Linked DNA regions of Mus musculus: all the other regions are linked to region 2. The links are chromatin contacts, called in public HiCAR-type and HiChIP or PLAC-seq maps. All regions are on one chromosome and are shown on one strand. Each heading gives the region's core, a stretch centred on a gene start, on an enhancer-like site or on the middle of the called end of the contact. The rest is flanking DNA. Distances are from core to core; before and after follow the strand shown. Region 1 holds the start of Amz1 (archaelysin family metallopeptidase 1). Region 2 holds the start of Fscn1 (fascin actin-bundling protein 1). Region 3 holds the start of Gna12 (guanine nucleotide binding protein, alpha 12).

Region 1 (3,721 bases), core at 884-3,383, 2.2 Mb after region 2:
ATTAGTATTCACACCAGGTCCCCCCAGTTCTGAGATCCCTTGTTCCCCCCAGACAGCAGCCAGGGTGACTAAGACTGGGAGGCGGGGTGAGTGTCTCAATGGAAAGTTATGCTCAACAAATAGTGAAGGCTTTACAGGATAGGGACAGGATAGGGAGCTGCCAACTATGAAGACAGGCTCCTAGGGATTCCCAAGGCTAGACCAAATCTTGGGTGCAGGATGGCTTGGGCATTAAGACTAGGCTGTTTAGCCTCTCGTCTCTGTCTTATCTCTGCCCAGGTCTGGCCTCATCCCTCCTCCCCTCCCTCCTCCATTTTATGTGCTTAGGGGTGGGGAGAGAGCCCACCTGTTGTTTCCTAGCTAGAAATCGTCCATCGAAGGCAGGCACAGAGGAGGGGTTGAGACATGATCCTCATGCCACCACATGCCCAGCGACATCAGTCCCTGTCACAGTTCCCCTCGATTTAGAACTGCCTGAAAATGTCCCCAAAGTCCTTGCACTGAGACACCAACAACTTAAAAAGGCAAAGTCATCTCAGGGTGCCCAGAGTAGGCTGCAGAAAGAGGGGTGTCCCACGCACCAGCCCCCTCATTCATTGCACCTTATCTTACCTCCTCCTGGCAGGGAGGGGAGGTGCTGGCTGACAAGGGGCTTCAGAGTCTTAGCTGTGCCCTGTCATGGAGAAAGCCTTTTTAAATCCTTTTGTAGGTGGGAAGCGTCACCCAGGGGAGACACAGAGTATAGTAGGAGTGGGTGCTAGCGGGAGAAGGAACCCCCAGAAGACAGGGTTGTCCTGGACAGGCTTGTAAGGAACCAAGGCGCAGCCTGGCAGCAACAGACCCCTGCAGTGGCATCCAGGTAGCCCCCAGTGTGGGAAGACACCTGAGAGGGGGATCTGAGCAAGACCCCCAAATGGAGGTTTGTTCCTCGTGTCCACCACATGCCCAGTGACATCTGTCTCTGTCACCTTGGCAGTCCATGCACCCTAAGGGGGGGGGCAGGATGAGGCACAGGCATTCCCTTCAGGAGAGCATGGGCCTGGGAGCCAGGGAACAGCCCACCCTGGGGCTTCTGGTGGCTCTAGGCACCTGGAGGGTGGGGTCACCAAAGTATCTTCATCCCCCACATAGATAAAAGAGCTGGGGTGGGGGGCTACAAGGATAGAGAACAAGTAGCACATGGAGAGCATGGTACTGTCCTCAGATCCTGGGGACAAGACCCTGGGGACCCAAACTTCTCTTTATATGCTCTCACACTGCAGAAGTTGCATGCCTCCCAGACACTCCTCTACCCTACCCACAGGCTTGCACTCACTTTGAAACATCTGGTCAACCTCCATATATATATATATTTTTTTCTCCCGACTGCCCAGCACAGCTGGCTCCACCTGACCTCTCTCCGTTCAAGCCCAGTCCTCCTGCACAGCAAGATCCTCAGGTGTCCCTTAGTCTCACGAGAAAGCCCCATCTTGTCCCTGGAGCATCAAAGCTTCCTAGCCACCTGGCTCTGTCTGTCCCAGCCGTTTGTCCTCTCACCCCATGTGCCACCTCTGTGGGTGCCTTTTCTGGCACCCCCATTCTAGGAAGATGGCCTTTTAAAATTTGAGTGCAAGCCAACCTTATTCATCCCTACTGGCTGTCTCTCCTCTTTTCCAGTCTTTCTTCATCACTCCCAGACTCCAGGCTGTACCTAGATAACTGCTCTTCTCCCCTTCACCTGCCTGACTCCCAGTAGCTGCCGCCTCCCAGAAGCCCTCCAGTCATGCACTCCTTCTGACGGATAATTACCTGAGCCGTGGCTGTCTTTGGCTAGGAGGTCCACTTCGAGGGTGGGGACAGCAACTGCAGGGCACCTTGGTCTGGTCCTTCACCTAGTGACACCCAGCCTGTAGTGCACACATCCCCATCAGTCCTCTATTTCCCATCACTGTGCGCACCCAGCAGCCATCACACCCAGAGCGCATGCATACGGCCACAGTTCACCCTGTTGACACACATGCACATGTATGCACACACAAGAGCACACACTCCCAGACCACCTCTGACACACATCACACAAACACTTATGTGCCTACCCAAGCCCTCACTTACCGCACACATGCCACACACCGCCAGGCACGCTCGTGTCACTTCAACGGGTGCCGCCAGGAGCTGGGTAGTGTGAGCGGCTGCTGGCCGCCTCTGCCTGCCAGCCTTTGCCAAGCAGTTTCCATGGCGACACATCTTGGCTCTGACAGGAACTGATGTGTGTGGGGAAGAGGGTCCCACAGAGGGGGCGAGATGGGAGGTCTCTGTGTCCTCCGCCTCTGGCACAAACAGGGGAGTGTCCCACGAGTGGCCTAGGCTTACACCTCATGAAGGGGGTTCTAGGCTGCCTGGCACAGGAGCAGACTTAGGTCATTCAGTCATTCAACAAACCTCCTGGCATAATCACTCCGTGCTGATGATGGCTGGGGCTACAGTGTTGTCTATAATGTAGGTTTACGGAGGATGAGGTCTGGGGCTGACTCAGTTTCCCCAAATCCCCTCAGAAGGCCCTGTCCTAGGGAGGTCAGCTAACAGTCTTCTGAGAATCAAGGCCCTCCATCCATCTTCTTTGAGACTTGAGACCAGGAGGGGATGCTGGGTACCCCTTAGACGACCACTCGCTCAGCACCCTGCTCATCTCCTCTCCCTGACTCCACGCATCCTGCACTGTTCCTTGCCTGGCTCCTATCAGAAGTCTTTTCTCACCCTTCTGCCCAGGCCTCTCTCCTGGCTCATTTTGGACAATAAAAGATGACAGATCTATGGTTCTGTCTGTAAAGTGATTTCCACATAGGCATGAGGACTCAAATCCAGACCTCGTAGCACCTACATAAAAGGCAGATGCAGGAGTACGCCCTTATAATTCCAGAGCCGGGGAAGCAGGGGCGGAGAAATCCCTGGGGCTTACAAGCCAGCCAACCTAGCCTGGGAGCTCCAGGTTCAGTTGAGAGCCTGTCTCAAAAGATAGTGTGGAGAAACAGGAGAGAGGCTGAGGGTCCACTGCTCCTCCAGAAGATCTAAATACACGTGGTGCACGCACACACATGGACACTGATTTATAAACTAAAGAGACGAACGGTTACACAGGGAGGAATATTTGCAGAATGAGGTTGGTCAGTGGGAAGCCCGGGGCAAGGTGGGAGGCAAAGTCACTGAACGTCACTGACTCTGGGGACTCTAGGCTGATGATGCTACATTGTAATGTGGATTGAATGGAGTCTAGCTTGTCCCCCTCCACCCCCCAAAGGCTAGGGTGCTGTAAGCTTGGTCCCCATGTGATCCCAGTACAGAGTCCAACAGAGCTCACTGATGGTCAGTCTAACCAACCCGGTGAAAACAGAGTTGAATGAGAAAGACCTTGTCTCAAAAGCCAAGGTGGGGAAGCTCGATCGGTGGTTAAGGGGACCGGCTGCTCTTCCCAACAACGTATCAGGAGGATCACAACCACCTGGGTCCCCCAGTTCCGTGGGATCCAGCACTGTCTTTTGGCTTCTGTGGGCACTCACCCAAAGGTGCAAGAGGAAGGAGAAGAAAGAGAGAAAGATACCTGATGTCAACCTACAGCCTACACACACACACACACACACACACACACACACACACACATACACAGGGTTGGGGTGAGGGGTGGAGGGACTGGAGCAGATGGTGCAAATCTGGCCTTTTGAGCATGCTCCTGAATGAACCTGGTTCC
Region 2 (3,919 bases), core at 1,006-3,505:
CAACCAAGGAAGCGAGATCTCACAAGCCCCTACCAGCAGGCAGCAAAGACCCTTTGAAGAGTCGGGGGTACGCCAGAAAGGAGGCGCCTACTTGTACCATGCCCATGCCGGTCGGAAATGGCCTGCCAGCCTGCTGGAGGCCCTGGATGGGGACAAATAGAGCTGCAAACGGTTGTTCCCAGCCAGAGAGGCCTTGGGGACCGGTTCACTCGAGAGTAGAGGCTTTTGGAGGGACACTCCGCCGAGTGCCGGACCGCAAGGCGTGCATAGGAGGGCAGGGAGGGCGCCTGGCGCGCAGCCACCCGCGCCACGCCGCCTGCCAGCCGGGGTGCGAAGGAAGAGCCAGGCGGCTTCACTCCGCGCCTTCTCAATGAACCCTGGACCAGGGACAACGCCTGGAGGGTTGGGGGTGGCTCTTCCGCAGAGGGACCCGCCTAAGCCGATCCCCTCCCCCAGCTCCGCCGCATCTGGTTTTCCCATCTGCAGAGCCTTAGCAGGACAAAGGGGACGAGGGAGGGCCCAGCCGTGGCGACCCGCCCCCCTGCTCACAAAGGCCGCGGCCCGGAGCGCCAGGCCTTAGCGAGGGGAGATGGAGTGGGGGAGGGGAAGCCCCTACGGACAACCCCACCACCACCAAGAGTCGCAGGGCCGACCCCGCCCAGCACACCCCGCCGGGATCAAAAGCCCCTCCAACCTCCTCTATCTCGCCATTTAAGGCGGGGAGGGCAGGGGTGACTGTCCCCTGGCCCTCCAGCCAAAGGCCCGCGAAACGGGAGAGGACGCACGAGGAAATGAACAAGGGGGGGTGTAGGGGGAACCCTTCCTCTCCAAGACCTGGGACAGCCTATCCTAAAGAATCGGCTCATGAATGGGGATGGCTCAGACTGGGAAGGAAGAGGAAACGGAGAAGATCTAAGCTAGGTCTATGGAGTCCCACGCCCCCAGCCGGGGGGGGGGGGGGTGGTGGTGGACAGTATTGCTTTAGAATGTGTTAGGCCTTACCCACTTCCCCACGTCACCTTCTCCCAGCAGAAGAAGCCTACGTCCTGAACAGAGGGGTGGTACATGCCTTTATTCCCAGCACAAGAGACAGGAAGGAAGATTTCTGCGAGTTCGGGGCCAGCCCAGTCTACATAGCGAGTTCCAGGATAGCCAAGGCTATCTGGTGAGATCAGATCTTTCAAAATAGAAGCCCACCTCCTCATGGCGGAGCCCAGAGGCCTGTGAGCCTAAAGGGAGCCCAGGAGGAAATAGGGAAATAGAAGGAGTGCAGAGATGCTTTTGTGCACTGGGTCAGGACCCAAGGGAGGGGACATGTCCCCAACTCACCCTGGCGCGTGGACACGTTCCTCTCGTTGGCCGCCTGCAGCACCACCTGAGCGCAGCTCTGTTCCAGGGCGAAGAGCTCATCTTTGCCCACCTTGGTGGCCTTGCCAGCCTTGAGGGTGCCGCTGGGCCCGGACGGAGCCAGGTAGCGACCTTCGCAGTCGCGAAAGGCCACCTTGCCGGAGCGGAACTCCAGCGTGAAGCCCGTGGCGGGCTCCGGCCGTGCCACAAGGCGCCCGTCGTGGCGCAGGAAGCGGTGGTCGGACGTCTGCACACTGTAGCGTTGGTCCTGGAAGGCCAAGGTGATGAGCGAGTCGACGCCCCAAGGCACGTCGCGGTCTACCGCGATCTCGTCGGCCGGCCGCGCGCTCAGATGCGCGTAGCGCTTGCGGGTAACGCTGTAGATGTTAACCTGCGGGTGCATGGCGATGTGCACGCTCCACTTCTCGGCCGGCGACACGCTCTGCGCGAAGCAGGACAGGCGGTCCTCGGTGCCGCCAAAGTAGCGCCGGTGAGCCTCGGACTGCAGCGACCAGCGGCCGTCGTCGTGCGCCACGACGAGAAAGCGGCAGTCGCCGTCGGGCACCTCGCGCTCGCAGGTCACGTTGCCGTCCTTGTCGGCGGCCAGGTAGCGACCCAGGTGGCTGCGCAGACACACGGCCGCGCTGCCCGCCTCATCGGGAGGTTGCTCCAGCGTCCAGATCTGCTTCTTTTTCAAGCTACTAGCGGATGCGTTCACCTTGAACCCGAACGCCTCGGCTGTCAGGTACTTGTTGCCGCAGCTGATGAGCCCGAACTGAATCTGCACAGCCTCTGCCGTGCCGTTGGCGGTCATGGTGGCGGAGGGCGGCCCGGTGGCCCCGGGAGCTTGGATAGCTGTGCCCGACCTCCTTTGTTCAACACGGCTTAGCCCGCTGCAGTTCTCCACAAAGCCAGCCCGGCGGCGCCCAGGGTTTTATAGGAGGATGACGTCACCGTGGCCACGCCCCTACCCGGGCCTGCCGGGGAGGGGGCTCTGCAGCGCGCGCCCGGTCCCCTGCGCTTCCCCGGAGTGTTTTTCTGGGGTTTAAGACCGGGTTTCACTCTGTAACTCAGACTAGGCTTGAAGTATCTGTGTGGCTCAGGCTGGACTCGAACTCATAGCAGTCCTTCTGCCTCTGGCCCGTTCGTGTTTGCTAGTCCATTTAACTGTTCCTCCACAGTCGTGCTCTGCAGTAGTTGGCTGATCTCCAACTTTCTCCTGCTCTCTGAGGCCATCCTGAAACACCCCTACCCCCAAACCCAGTCGATGGGAAGGACCAGGTTTAAGATAATGATCCCTTCAGGATGGAGGGAGGGTCCAGGGTGTACCAGGAAGTAGCCTTAGAGCCGGTCCTTGAAGAAGCCAGAGACGCCAGAAGGGTCTGGGGTAGAAAGGAGGTTAATTTCTAGAGAGGCGCATGCAGAGCCCTACCTGCCCCGCCCGCCTCAGGGTTTTTCAAGGCCTTGTAGCCTGGGCCTCCTGAGCAGAAACCGAGATTTCTATTCCCGGGTCAGCATAGAGTACAGCCACCTTGCTGACTCTAAATAAATTGTGGTAACTGTGGCCCAAGTCAGTGGCCCACAAAAGTCCCTACTGTGGTGATGCTCAAGCCCCGGGGTGCTGGTCTACCAGGAAGCAGGGTAGGTAAGGCAGGAATAGTGGTCTCTGTTTATGAAGACATCAGAAAAGCAGGTCAGCTCCCTAGAATGGCACAGCCCCAATGTACCTCCTAACTGCAGCCCCTCAGGGTTCCAGACCAGAGGGACATTCCCACAAACACCACCTCCCACCTCCCACCACACACCACCCCACGTAAGAACACTTCCCTTTGAGTTTCTGGAGGACTGAGACTTCTCCTGGGACATTCCCCACATGCCAGGCAGGCCCCTGGAATGCTGGCCCTACCCCAGGCTGCCCACAAGATCTGGGCCCCTGGCCCTTCCCAGCCACAGGCTGGGCAGGGTACTGAAACTGACCAGTCTTCACGGTGATCTGTGTCCAAACGCATCTCTGTCCCAGGCAAACCCCTCCAGCGACCATCAAAGGGGAAGGGGAGATGGCATGGCTTTCCCATCATCAAAGGTCAGTCCTGACAAGTCCCTAGAATCCTTGCTGGGACATCTAGTTCCTCCCTTAGAGGTCACAGGAAAGGTCACCAAGTTCGCGGCCGATAGCCAGCCATCCTCTCCTGCTGTGGGACTTTGCACAGGTTACTCTCACTCTCTGAGCTCTCCTTCCTCTGTAATAAAGACACATATTCCTGGGTACAGTGAGTCACACTTGTAATTCCAGAACTTGAGAAGCAGGGACAGGAGGATTGCTTTGAGTTTAAGACCAGCCTTGAGGGAGCAGGTCAGAAGACTGGAAGCAGTAACAGCCAAAACCCGATACTGAGGGTGCCCTCTCTGCCATCCGGTACTCTGTTCAAACCTGTTTAACCCAGAGCATCGCATCGTGGGCAGAATCGGACAAGTTGGCCTCATTACACACCAGGCTGTTAAGGTTAAGTCAATGCTGCTATGTGTCAGGGCTCCGTGAACGCTCTGTATTGATTAGTCACTGAACTTCACG
Region 3 (3,857 bases), core at 309-2,808, 2.1 Mb after region 2:
GTGAGCTGGGGTGATCCCTTAGTGGGTACAGCATTGGCTTCAAAGGAGTGAGGACCTGTGTTCAGATTCGCTAGAATCCACACACAGCCAGACGCAGTAGCAGGCATCTGTACTCCAAGCAAGATGGGAAGTAGAGATGGGCTATCTTCAGTTTCTGAGCCAGCTACCCCAGCATATGCAATGGCAAACAATAAGAAACCCTGCCTCACACAAGGTGGAAGGCAAGGGCCAACACCAAAGGTTGTCTTCTGTTTGTAATAGAAAGTGGGATATGGAACAGGTACACATATTGAAAAAAAACATTTTGAGACAGAGTCAAGCTTTAGTCCAGGCTGGCCTCAAATTCCATATTTTCCTGTCTCGGGCTCTCTCAATACTGGGATTATATCACACAAGCTTGACCTCCTCTTGCAACATCATCTCTAGCCAAGATGGTGAGAGAGTTACTATGTAGCCCTGGCTGGCTTCAAACTCATCTCAATTCTCTTGCTTCTGTAATGATTCTCCATGCAGCACCAACACCCTTCAGACACCACACTTCAGACCACTATTCCACATCAAACTGCCTGAGTGATTATGACAAACACAGATGTGTGTGTGCGCGCTCGTGCATGTGTGTGCAAGTGTGTGTGTGTGTGTGTGTGTGTGTGCGCGCGCCAGTGCACATACATACAAAGGCCAAGAAGTCGCTCAACTGCCTCCCCTCTGTAACGTTTCAAACAGCTTCTCTCACTGAACCTTAAGCTTATCATTGGGGCTAGGATAGCTGCACAGCAAGTTACTGGAATTGGTCTTATCTTGGGTTTTGAGAGGTGGGGTTACAGGCACAACTGGAAATTTGAACTCATGTCCTCACACTTTCACAGTTCTTTCCCACTGAACCATCTCCCCTTAATCATATTTTAAGAAAGTGCCTAGGGAGACCCATACAATAATTTTGTTTGTTTGTTTTCTCCTTATTTGGGGCCCATGTAACACTCAAAGCAGCTTTTGTTTGAAAATGATGACCCACCCTGCTTCAATGTTTTTGGAAGGAAAACGACTGAGCTTTCTCCCTAAACTTAAGAGCAGGAGGACCTCATCGCTATTTCCCAACTTTGCAGCCACATCTTGGGCTCACAGCCGGACCAACCTGGGAATCAAGGCAGAGAGTCACTCTGTACACCTGGCACTTTTGGCCTCGCCCCATTTCCCACAACTTCCAATCCCAAGCGTAGTTATTGTGACTGACAAACGATCAGAGCACTTCTAATTGGTTGCGAAGGGCTTCAGCTCCTCCTCCTCAATGGCCCCACCTCCCTTTCATTCTGAAAGAAAGAAGTTTGCTCAGCAGTCCAATAAGAAGCTCCCTCATCGAAAAGATCCCGCCTTTTTCGGCACCGGCTCCGCCCCAAGGACCACAGGAGTGCCCGCCTCCTCCAAGGCACGCTTGTCCAGTAAAAAAGCGCGCTGCCCAAGATAGAAGACTTCCCAACCAATAAAAGAGTTTCTGCGCGGCGCCGCCCCGCCCTCCGCGCCTTCCCCTCCGCCCCTCAGCCGGCCCGGCGAGTGAGGGCCTCGGGGCGGCGGCGGCGGACGCAGCCTGAGGGAGCGGCGGGCGGGGCGGCGCCTGGCCCGGCAGGGCCGCGCCGGCTGAGGGGCGTCCATGGCGCGCGGGCCCCAGCGGGGCGCGGCCGCGGCCTGAGGGCGGCCATGTCCGGGGTGGTGCGGACCCTTAGCCGCTGCTTGCTGCCGGCCGAGGCCGGAGCCCGCGAGCGCAGGGCGGGCGCGGCGCGCGACGCGGAGCGCGAGGCCCGACGGCGCAGCCGCGACATCGACGCGCTGCTGGCCCGCGAGCGGCGCGCGGTGCGGCGGCTGGTCAAGATCCTGCTGCTGGGCGCCGGCGAGAGCGGCAAGTCCACCTTCCTCAAGCAGATGCGCATCATCCACGGCCGGGAGTTCGACCAGAAGGCGCTGCTGGAGTTCCGCGACACCATCTTCGACAACATCCTTAAGGTGACGCGCGGCCCCGCCCACACACACCTGGTCCAGGTGGCGCGCGGGCCCCGCCCCCTTTGTTCTCCACGGACCCGCGACCCTGCCACCCGGCGCCCCTCCCTTCCAATAGGGACCTCAAGCAATGCAGTTGGGGTTACTCCCGTGACCTCCCAGGGGCGCGATAGATTTGCAGAGCCCTGGACGCTTGGGGACCGTGGGAATGCAAGCTGGACCACTCTCAGGGACTTGGGTTACAAATAGGGTGTTAGGGCTGGACACGTGGATTGAGGGTCGCCAACTCTCCCTGTCCCTCCAGCATGCAAAGTTTATAGTGTAGGTTGGAGGACATCAGCCTTCGTTTTTTATTTGTAAATGAGAATTGACCATTTTATTCCCCCCACCACACACACACACACACATTATATCATATACCCCAGACTGGCCTTGAACTCACTCTGTAGCTAAGAATGACCTTGAACTCCTGATCCTTTCTCTCCTCAACTTCTCAAATCCTGGAATTACAGAGGAGGAGGGCGCTGTGTCACCATACTTTGTTCGTGTAGTGCTGGGATTGAATCCAGAACTTCATGCGTGCTAGGGAGGACATTACTAACTAGACTAAGTTGCCAGTGTTTGTATTTTTGAGATAGGGAGTCATGAAGCCCAGGCTGGCCTTGCCATGTAGACAAGGCTGACCTTAAACTCCTTATCCTTCTGACCCGTCTCCCCAGTGGTAGGATTACAGGCATGTGCCACCCATACTTTGTTCTTTAAACCTTTTAGTATGGTGATTTAACATACACACCAAGTTAGGTGAGATGTTAGAAGGAGCTTCGAGACACCCACTACCCAGCATTGAAACAAGGGTCAGTTCTGTGCCAATCGTGTTCGTCCCTAACCACCTCCCTACCTGTACCCCCGGCCTCACCCCGACCCCAGTCTCCAAGTTAATCCAAGATATATAGTTGTATTAGAAAACATCTTGGTATGTGACACTAAACCTGCTTTAAAAGCATATGTACAGGACCATTATAGAACTAAAAAAAGGAAGAGGAAAAAAAAAATTAGACTAGGAATATGGTTCAGTGGGAAAGCACCAGTCTAGCAAGTACAAGCCCAAGGCGTCCAACCTCTACACTGCAAAACACAAAAACAAAGAACCTTCCAGAAGCCTTCTCATGTCATTCAGGGTCCACGTGTCCTTCATTGTTGCATAGTTGTTTTGTCTGTTTGAACTAGATGCAATAATCCTCATGTGGTAATGAACTCAAGGTCCTGTCCCTTGTGCCTTTTATATTCTGTGCCGTATATGTGAAAGAAACAGTCATGTTGACAGAGTCTAGGATCAGTGTTAATACAGTGAGTCTTTGCAGAAGGGTCAAAAAGAAAGTTGTGGAGAACTGGGCCTGTAGCTCTGTAAGTCTCTTCCAATGTGCATAAGGCCCTGGGTTGAGTGTGGGATAAACTGGTCAAGGTAGCATTCTCCTGCATTTTGAGATTCTCCTGCACTGTGGAGGTAGAGGCAGGAGGATTTAAGTTCAAGGCTTAGCTGCATGGACGGTTTGAGGCTAGCCAGGACTATGTGAGAGCCTGTCTCAACATTGGAATAAGATGTAGCAAAAGTCTAGACACAGAGTCTATTCTGCACCTAGATTAGCTTCCTCGTCAAGTTTCTCATCTCTCTTTTTCTTCTTGATTCTTTCCAAGCCCCTGGTTTTTTGGGGGGTGGGGGGACAGGTCTGAGGAACACGGTTTCAAGCAGGTAGAGAGGTTTGTCTTATCAGAAAAGCTACCCTCGAAACTAGATTTTTACAGGGCCTTGGTTTTTTTTTTTTAAGTTAGCAAGGGGACGCAGAAGCCCATCTGGGACACGTCTTTCA

The links. HiCAR-type assays count read pairs that join an accessible place to other places. HiChIP or PLAC-seq counts read pairs in DNA pulled down with a chosen protein or histone mark.
Region 1: a contact with region 2 is called in an H3K4me3 HiChIP or PLAC-seq map of embryonic midbrain, with 5 times the contacts expected there. The contact joins the promoter of Amz1 here to the promoter of Fscn1 in region 2. A contact is called at or near these places in 1 of 39 promoter capture datasets (embryonic stem cells) and 3 of 115 datasets of contacts at active chromatin or transcription factors (embryonic forebrain, embryonic hindbrain and embryonic midbrain).
Region 3: a contact with region 2 is called in a HiCAR-type map of astrocytes, with 2.8 times the contacts expected there. The contact joins the promoter of Gna12 here to the promoter of Fscn1 in region 2. A contact is called at or near these places in 3 of 115 datasets of contacts at active chromatin or transcription factors (astrocytes, embryonic forebrain and neural tube).

What each region holds. Positions count from the first base shown.
Region 1 is chr5:140,722,539-140,726,259 of GRCm38.p6, reverse strand. It overlaps Amz1 (archaelysin family metallopeptidase 1), which reads right to left and starts at 2,133. Exons shown (of 8, transcript NM_173405.2): 1 at 2,092-2,133; 2 at 1,789-1,886.
Region 2 is chr5:142,958,691-142,962,609 of GRCm38.p6, reverse strand. Fscn1 (fascin actin-bundling protein 1) reads right to left here and starts at 2,255. Exons shown (of 5, transcript NM_007984.2): 1 at 1,330-2,255. The coding sequence starts at 2,161.
Region 3 is chr5:140,828,132-140,831,988 of GRCm38.p6, reverse strand. It overlaps Gna12 (guanine nucleotide binding protein, alpha 12), which reads left to right and starts at 1,558. Exons shown (of 4, transcript NM_010302.2): 1 at 1,558-1,995. The coding sequence starts at 1,693.